Regions from separate parts of the Triticum aestivum genome. Here region 1 is linked to region 2. Evidence: chromatin contacts called from public Hi-C data. All regions are on one chromosome and are shown on one strand. Each heading gives the region's core, a stretch centred on a gene start, on an enhancer-like site or on the middle of the called end of the contact. The rest is flanking DNA. Distances are from core to core; before and after follow the strand shown.

The links. Hi-C and Micro-C count contacts between places; a contact is called where the count stands out from the background.
Region 1: a contact with region 2 is called in a Hi-C map of leaf, with 5 times the contacts expected there. The contact joins the promoter of LOC123110776 here to the promoter of LOC123110775 in region 2. A contact is called at or near these places in 2 of 5 Hi-C or Micro-C datasets (both in leaf).

Annotation. Positions count from the first base shown.
Region 1 is chr5B:128,818,528-128,823,060 of IWGSC CS RefSeq v2.1, forward strand. It overlaps LOC123110776 (cellulose synthase-like protein D4), which reads left to right and starts at 1,265. Exons shown (of 3, transcript XM_044531387.1): 1 at 1,265-2,523; 2 at 2,628-3,456; 3 at 3,577-4,533. The coding sequence starts at 1,535.
Region 2 is chr5B:128,520,812-128,525,628 of IWGSC CS RefSeq v2.1, forward strand. It overlaps LOC123110775 (protein DEHYDRATION-INDUCED 19 homolog 4), which reads right to left and starts at 2,119. Exons shown (of 4, transcript XM_044531386.1): 1 at 1,864-2,119; 2 at 1,603-1,763. The coding sequence starts at 1,912.

The DNA of each region.
Region 1 (4,533 bases), core at 15-2,514, 300 kb after region 2:
CGCCCGCGTAATTTTTCCCTGTGTTGAATTGCGTTGACTGGGTGTGAACTGCTGCCAGCCGTAGGATTAATTTGGACGATGGATGTAGGGGCGCAAGGCACACCGTGACCCGCCTTTGGCAAGGCATGGGATCTCAGTCCGTAAGGGAGTGGGATGGGGAGGAGGGGGTGGAGAGAAATGAATTGGATAATGAGCTTTGTCTCCGGTCTAGGGTTCGTTCGGATTGGGATAAATGTGAGGTCGAGGTGGGCTAGGGTGAATCGGTCCAACGCGACCGAGTACGCCCGTGCCTCCATATACCCGTTCCGGATTTAGGCTTGGTTTGAGGGGTGCCGGTCAATTTAGACGGTTGCGGCCGGTTTAAAGAGACCGATTGCATCACGATTTTGTGACCGGGCATTGACTGGGTAGTGTCGTCGGCTTGGTCAGTTTGGGGAGCGGGTTGTAGTTCGTCTCAGTTTGTGGAAAGCACCCTCTAAGGGCATGTACAATGCATAGCCTCAAGGTAATGCCTCGCATGCCATATAGGATCGGATATGACGTAAAGTAGGTTCGGATAGGGAAGCAGGATCCTCTCCAGGAGGCGGGTGATTGAAGAGAAAAAACATGATCCGATGACAAAAGCTGAAAAGATTGGAGTGAAAAGTAGAGATGCATGTGTACTAGAGTCTTTATTTTTTATTTCTTAATGATGCCCACTAGTGATAGCTTGCATTGGAGAGGAAAAATTAATGTAGATGTTTCAAATTACTTTTTGTCATGGGACATATATATCCATATGCCACCATTGTACATGCCCTGACACACAACGATAGTAAATTATGGCCAACATGCACATGCGACATGTACCGCCCCGGTAGATCAATGATGATACTACATTGAAGAAAACGAGAGTGAAACTTGCACCAGTGGACCCCATCACATCTCATGTAAAAAAGCTAAGCTGGACAAGACAAAGAAAAAATTCCAAAATCTTTACCACCGTCGAAGGAAAGAAATGGAGACCCAATCACGAGCTCAACCCCAAGAACCCGGTGGCAGGTCCCTCTCCCATGGCCCACGTGGTTCACTCCCGGCCAAACGGCTACCTCCCTTTCCGTCCCCTCCTCATGCTCTCCCCCGCTCAGCCGAATCAAACCTCAGCCGTCCGATCCAGCATCCCACGGCTGGCTCCCACCGACCGTTGCTCCACTCGAAGCGCTCGCACGTCAGAGCCGACCCGACCGTTGGGCTCGCCGTTCTCGAAACCGGAGACGGAATCGAGGGGAATAAATAACGCCCCGCCGGCGACCGCCTCTGCCATCGCTCAGATCCTCCTCCCGGTCCCCGAGGCCCCAATCGATTGCTCAATCCTTCCTCTCCACCACCCCACCTTCACAGATCTTGCTATAATTCCGACCACCCTTCCTTTTGCTGTTCTTTGAGCGCGAGGAATTGAGCTGCTGAGCGCCCTGCGTGCTGCTGGTTCTTGAGCTCAGCTTCCTGCTTCTTTGATCTGCTGATTTGGAGGAGGGGGAGGTGACTCGGTGGAGGGATGTCGCGGCGGCTGTCGTTGCCGGCGGGCTCGCCGGTAACGGTGACCGTGTCGCCGACGAAAGGGAAGGGTGCTGGCGGCGGGAGCCCCGGGGATGGTGTCGTGAGGAGGGGGTCCGGGCTCACCAGCCCCGTGCCCAGGCACTCCATCGGCTCCTCCACCGCGACGCTGCAGGTCTCGCCGGTGCGCCGGAGTGGGGGGAGCCGGTACGCGTCGAGGGATGGCGCCGACGCCAGCGCCGAGTTCGTGCACTACACCGTGCACATCCCGCCCACGCCGGACAGGACCACGGCGTCCGCGTCCACGGACGTGCCCGCGGCTGAGGAGGAGGGGGAGGTGCTGCCGCAGAGGAGCTACGTCTCCGGCACCATCTTCACCGGCGGCCTCAACTGCGCCACGCGCGCCCACGTGCTCAGCAACTCCGCCGACGGCGCTCGGCCGGCCGCCTCCGCCAACATGTCCTGCAAGATGCGCGGCTGCGACATGCCGGCGTTCCTCAACGCCGGCCGCGGCGGCCACCCGCCCTGTGACTGCGGCTTCATGATCTGCGAGGAGTGCTACATGGACTGCGTCGCGGCCGCAGGCAACTGCCCAGGCTGCAAGGAGGCCTACTCCGCCGGCAGCGACACCGACGACTCCGTGGACGAGGACGACGACGACGCCATCTCCTCGTCGGAGGAGAGGGACCAGATGCCCATGACGTCCATGTCCAAGCGCTTCTCCATGGTGCACTCCATCAAGATGCCCATGCCCAGCAGCAACGGCAAGCCGGCCGACTTCGACCACGCCCGGTGGCTCTTCGAGACCAAGGGCACCTACGGCTACGGCAACGCTCTATGGCCCAAGAACGAGCACGGCGGCGGCGGCAACAACGCTGGGGCCACCTCCGGATTCGTCGGCATCGAGGAGCCGCCCAACTTCGGTGCCCGCTGCCGCCGGCCCCTGACGAGGAAGACCAGCGTCTCTCAGGCCATCCTCAGCCCATACAGGTACCCCCACCGGTTCTTCCTGTAAAAAACAATTGATTTTGGCTCCCTCGCACTCGCACGCTTGCAGCTGCTTGACTCGTCGCTTCTTCCTCTGCTCTGTGCAGGATGCTGATCGCGATCCGGCTGGTGGCGCTGGGGTTCTTCCTGGCGTGGCGCATCCGGCACCCCAACCCGGACGCCATGTGGCTGTGGGCGCTGTCGGTGACGTGCGAGGTGTGGTTCGCCTTCTCATGGCTGCTCGACAGCCTCCCCAAGCTCTGCCCCGTCAACCGCTCCTGCGACCTCGACGTCCTCGCCGACCGCTTCGAGTTGCCCACCGCACGCAACCCCAAGGGCCGCTCCGACCTCCCCGGCATCGACGTTTTCGTCTCCACCGCTGACCCGGAGAAGGAGCCGCCGCTTGTCACCGCGAACACCATCCTCTCCATCCTCGCCGCCGACTACCCGGTCGAGAAGCTCGCCTGCTACCTCTCCGACGACGGCGGCGCGCTCCTCACCTTCGAGGCGCTCGCCGAGACCGCCAGCTTCGCGCGCACGTGGGTGCCCTTCTGCCGGAAGCACGGCGTCGAGCCGCGCTGCCCGGAGTCATACTTCGGCCAGAAGCGGGATTTCCTCAAGAACAAGGTGCGGCTGGACTTTGTCCGCGAGAGGCGGAAGGTGAAGCGGGAGTACGACGAGTTCAAGGTGCGGGTCAACTCGCTGACGGAGGCGATCCGACGGCGCTCCGACGCGTACAATGCCGGCGAGGAGCTGCGTGCAAGAAGGCGCCTGCAAGAGGAGGCCGTGGCTGCCGGTGGCGCGCTGGGAACAGCTCCGCTGGCAGAGACTGGGGCCGTGAAGGCGACATGGATGTCTGACGGCTCCCAGTGGCCCGGCACTTGGCTCACCGGGGCGACGGATCACGCGCGCGGCAACCACGCTGGCATCATTCAGGTGATTGATCGAATCCATACATGTTGTTGCAGCTGACATACTAAATCCTTTCGAAATGCTTGTTCAATCGATTCGAAATGCTCATGTATCTTCTTCTCCAATTGATTGATGAACGCGCAGGCAATGCTTGCGCCACCGACGTCGGAGCCAGTGCTTGGCGGTGAGCCGGCGGAGTCCGGTGCGCTGATCGACACGACAGGCGTGGACATCCGGCTGCCGATGCTTGTGTACGTTTCGCGCGAGAAGAGGCCCGGGTACGACCACAACAAGAAGGCCGGCGCCATGAACGCGCTGGTCAGGACGAGCGCCATCATGTCGAACGGGCCCTTCATCCTCAACCTGGACTGCGACCACTACGTGCACAACTCGGCGGCGCTCCGCGAAGGGATGTGCTACATGCTCGACCGCGGCGGCGACCGCGTCTGCTACGTGCAGTTCCCGCAGCGGTTCGAGGGCATCGACCCCAACGACCGGTACGCCAACCACAACCTCGTCTTCTTCGACGTCGCCATGCGCGCCATGGACGGGCTGCAGGGCCCCATGTACGTCGGCACAGGCTGCATCTTCCGCCGCACCGCTCTGTATGGGTTCAGCCCGCCCCGCGCCACCGAGCACCACGGCTGGCTCGGCAGGAAGAAGATCAAGCTGTTCCTGAGGAAGCCCACCATGGGAAAGAAGACGGACAGGGAGAGCGAGCACGAGTCAATGCTGCCGCCGATCGAGGACGACGACCACAACCAGCTCGGCGACATCGAGTCATCGGCGCTGATGCCGAAGCGGTTCGGCAGCTCGGCCACGTTCGTGTCGTCGATCCCCGTGGCAGAGTACCAGGGGAGGCTCCTGCAGGACATGCCGGGGGTGCACCAGGGCCGTCCAGCCGGCGCCCTCGCCGTACCCCGCGAGCCGCTCGACGCCGCAACCGTCGGCGAGGCCATCAGTGTGATCTCGTGCTTCTACGAGGAGAAGACAGAGTGGGGGCGGCGCATCGGGTGGATCTACGGGTCGGTGACGGAGGACGTGGTGACCGGGTACCGGATGCACAACCGCGGCTGGCGGTCGGTGTACTGCGTGACCCGC
Region 2 (4,817 bases), core at 869-3,368:
CACTAGACTTAATACGGAAAGTGTAAAATATTGACTGCTCAGCCCAGAAATTCCTCTATCCACACTGTATAAAACATGGAAGTGCAACCAATGCAAAGTGTGCACTATTTAGTCTTGATGTTGTACACGGTTTTGCAGAAAAAAAAAATCTTATACTCACCACTGCCATTAAGAGCATCCAACACCTTTTGTAACTAGATTTGATTGTGATCCTTTTTTATCTTGACGTAATCCATTGTAAGTCATTACTTTATGCTACATTTAAGTTGAGTGCATCCAGCATATTGTGTGGTTGGATTTTAAGTTGACATGTGATGATGATGCAATATCATGTAACTGTGATTCCGCGCTTAGGATGGCTCTGTTGTTTCATTTGTAAGATTGCTATGAAGTTTATGGCATTTGCAAACAATAGAACCATGATTTTCAAATTATACTATGAACTACAATAGCCATCACTACAACTTTTGGGCCACACACTGGAAACATTACATTGAGAGGTACTTCCTCAAAGATCTATCAAGTATAAACATATGCACCTGGAGCACTCACAATATTTACAAAAAGCAGTTCAATCAAACTCCCAAAGTTAAACTGAACAATTAACTCCCGATTTCAACCAATCAGAGCATAGAATTCATTTCACCAAGACACCAATTACAAGTGTGAATAAAAACTACAAATTCGTAGTATATTATATGATTGTATCAACTAAGCCACATGAATGCCATGCCATCACATCGACTTTATGTATCTACTGAAAAATAATGTATGAACTAAATTAATTAGAACGATCTAATCTTCACACGTGAAACACATCTCAATAAATAATATTTCCGTTATGAAAGATGCACGCCACTACTCCTGCAATTTCCACATTAGTGGATCTTTCAACCAATTCTTAATACACTAACTAATTTCTCTAAACATAGAAAAGATATAATAGTTGGATCCTCTAATGCATTCTTATTATGTAAGAATGAATTAACGATGCCACTATGAAACAAATGGAGACATGAAATGAAAGCACCCAAACTTCCTTGCAGAAGTAGAAAAATGAAGCCCCAAAAAGTAAGCCAAGCCTTCAACCAGCTTATAACTTAACACGCAAGCAACTTAAACACCCAAAAATACTATACTACTTGCAAGCGAACCTTGAGAGTGATAAATTAAAGCAGCTCAAACATGCGCCGTATGCCAGAAGAAGCACTCTAAATTCCTAGCTCAAACACCTAAAGGAAGATTAAGCACATTTCTACAAAATCAGATGCAATCATGAGGAGAAGAACCCTATGCAGCAGGAAAATACCAACTCTGTACACAGCAATATCTTAGCTCAAAAACTACAAGCATCTCAAACATGCATAGTATGTGAGTATGCGCAACTCATACGGCCCAAATTCCCACCTTCGCAATTAAAAATATCAAAATGACAAGTAAAATCACCACACACATACAGGCATTTCCCGGAGACTATAGAAACAACAACAATGCCTACGTGTTACACAAGAGATTAACAATAAACCCTAATTTTTGAGCTAGATGCGCCTGAAAGCCACTAGGTGTTAGTACATCTTTCCATGAAGGTTGAGATGAAATTACCCCGGCCTTGGTCTCCGCCGCGTGCTCGTCCTCGATGTGCAAGCACAGGCCGACGCCGTCGAACTCCTCCCCGCAGAAGGGGCACTCCAGCTCCTCCTCCTCGGCGCCCCTCTCTTCGTCGTCGTCGGTCTCCTCCGCCTCCTCGAGCCGCATGAGCGCATCTGCCAAAGCACAAAACCCCATCAAAAACCTCCTCAGGAAACCCTCAAAATCACACGATTTGGAGCCAAGATCGGATCTTTGGGGCGGCGAAGCACGAACCGCGGAGCCTGGTCTCGGCCTGGAGGCGTTCGAAGGTGTCCATGTCCATGGCGGCGCCGGTTGGGGAGGGGGGGGGGGGGGGGGCTTTGGCTTCCTGGCCTGGCCGGGGTCAAGCCGGGCAGCGCCGGGCGCCGGGAAGGGGCCGGCGATCAGCGGGGTTTAGAGCTAGGGTTTTTGCGGCGGGTCGGAGGGGGGAGGGGAGAGACACACCGACACGGCCGGGGGGAGGAGAGAGAGTGTGGGTGGCTAGCTATTGGGTGAACGGGGGAGAAGCTTTTGCTTAGGGAGGAAGGAGGGGTGGCTATGTTGCAGAAACCCCCCTCCGGTATGGTGGGAATTACGGGGCGCTGTAAATGGGCTGACGACCTCAAGCCCAGTGTGGATCCAGCCTGCCCATTCTTGTCCACATTCTCTGGAAAAGAAAAGGTTCTTGTCCACATGCACATGATGACACGTTTCACTGAGGGGGGAAACCTAATGGCACGTGAGAAAATGGCAACTCGGCATCCTCACATGGCGTAGTAGCTTTTTTTTTTTTGCGTAGGTCCAAGAATAATGCACGTATACCAAACTTTGTTTTAGAGATGGCTCTGAAAAACGGAAGCTGTTACTCTTGTGTATAATAACATGAATAATATATATATATATATTCCTCAGATAGTAAGGCCTTATTCCGTCTGTATTATGACCATAAAGGAATTGATATTAAAATGGAACTTTAAAATTTTGCAAAATGCTCTTGTAGCTCAGTTGGCTCTCGCACCCGCTTAGTAAGCAAGAGGTCTTGAGTTCAACTCTCAACGAGAGCATTGTAGTTGTTTTATTTCTTTTGTATTTCAAGCTGTTGAACTTTAGTCTTCTTTTTTTCCATCTCGAAATGCTCAAACTGTTTCTCTCTTCGATGCTTCTCATTAATTGTGATGTTATTTTCTCTTCATGTAATGATCACAAAAAATCGGCTAGACCTGAACTTCCATCTAATTAACAAATCTAGCTATGTTTAATTGGTTGGATTTGCAAATCTAGGCGATGGTTTTGACCTAATAATTGCCCATTACTACCCTCTTCTCGAAATTAAACAAAGTTCAACACAATTATAGGCTTTGCCCTTTTGGGAACTTTTTGCTCTCTTTTATTTGAATGATTCTCGTTAATACCCTCTAACCGACAAGGAACTTATGGCATGTACTATGATTGTCAGAAAGTCACCATATCTTTGTTGAGGATGCAACCATTGCTGATCAATAGGAGGACTGACAAATGGAAGTAGTCTAATTCACCACCCAAGGTATTTTGTAGCATAAATTAGGCGTAACTCAATAAGATTGTTGGGTTTGGCACTAAATCCCTAATAATTTCCCAATACTACCCTGTTCTCGAAATTGCCTCCACTAATGTGCCCAAAAGATATCGAAACTGCAGTTGTTTTATTTCTTCTCCATTTCAAGATGTCGAACTTTAGTTGGGTTTTTTCTTTGCATTTCGAGACGTTCAAATTGTTTCTATCTTCGATGCTTCTCATTAATTGTGATGTTATTTTTTTCATGTAATGATCACAGAAAATCGACTAGACCTGAACTTCCCTCGAATTAACAAATCTAGCTATGTTTAATTGGTTGGATTTGCAAACCTAGGTGATGGTTTTGACCTAAGAATTGCCCATTACTACCCTCTTCTCGAAATTAAACAAACTTCAACACAATTATAGGCTTTGCCCTTTTGAGAAATTTTTGCTCTTTTTTATTCGAATGATTCCCATTAATACCCTCTAACCGACAAGGAACTTATGGCGTGTACTATGATTGTCAGATTGTCACCATATTTAGTTGGGGGTTTTTTGCGCATTTCGAGCTGTTCAAATTGTTTCTCTCTTCGATGCTTCTCATTAACTGTGATGTTAAATTTTTTCCATGTAATGATCATAGAAAATCGACTAGACCTATACTTCCATCTATTTAACAAATCTAGCTATGTTTAATTGGTTGGATTTGCAAACCTAGGCGATGGTTTTGACCTAATAATTGCCCAATACTACCCTCTTCTCGAAATTGAACAAAGTTCAACACAATTATAGGCTTTGCCCTTTTGAGAACTTTTTGCTCTCTTTTATTCGAATGATTCCCGTTAATGCCCTCTAGCCGACAAGGAACTTATGGCATGTACTATGATTGTCAGACTGTCACCATATCTTTGTTGAGGATGCAACCATTGTCGATCAATAGGAGTACTGACAAGTGGAAGTAGTTGAATTGACCACCCAAGGTATTTTGTAGCATAAATTAGGCGTAACTCAATGAGATTATTGGGTTTGGCACTAAATCCCTAATAATTGCCCAATACTACTCTCTTCTCGAAATTGCCTCCACTAATGTGCCCAAAAGGCCCATTTAACTTTTCTCTATGAGGCCTTCAACAATTTCTATTAGCCCATGACCCCTAAATAAATCCTAGGGTACTCCCAGTAATTACCGGAGCCCTCTTATATTTATATTAGGTACCCATAAACATTTTCTACCTATCTGGCTTTACCCGGTATTATCCGGTATGCCCCAAAACTCTTCATGTAACTCTGGAGCGCTTTCGGTCACTCTCAAACTATTTCTTTTATTACCAAAACTTTTTGGGCAATATTTTCTCATATTCCTAGCTCCTATAGAACTAACTCCTTAGGTGTATGACCTTGTAGGTTCGGTGAAATATATACATGAACAAAACTTCCTTTTGTTCAATGACCAACAGTCGAACTGTGGACATCCATGTTGACCCCTATACTCACATGAGTGATATTCAAGTGAACCTTTAGTTATCATATGTTATTGCTTTTGCTTCACAATACTTTACAAAACCCAAGGTGACATATATATGTGTCCCCATAAGTCATACACGTGCTCACTATACCGGTCTCCTCGTTACCGGTTTTGTTCTTGTTTCTCACATCGTGTTCCGGCATCCCT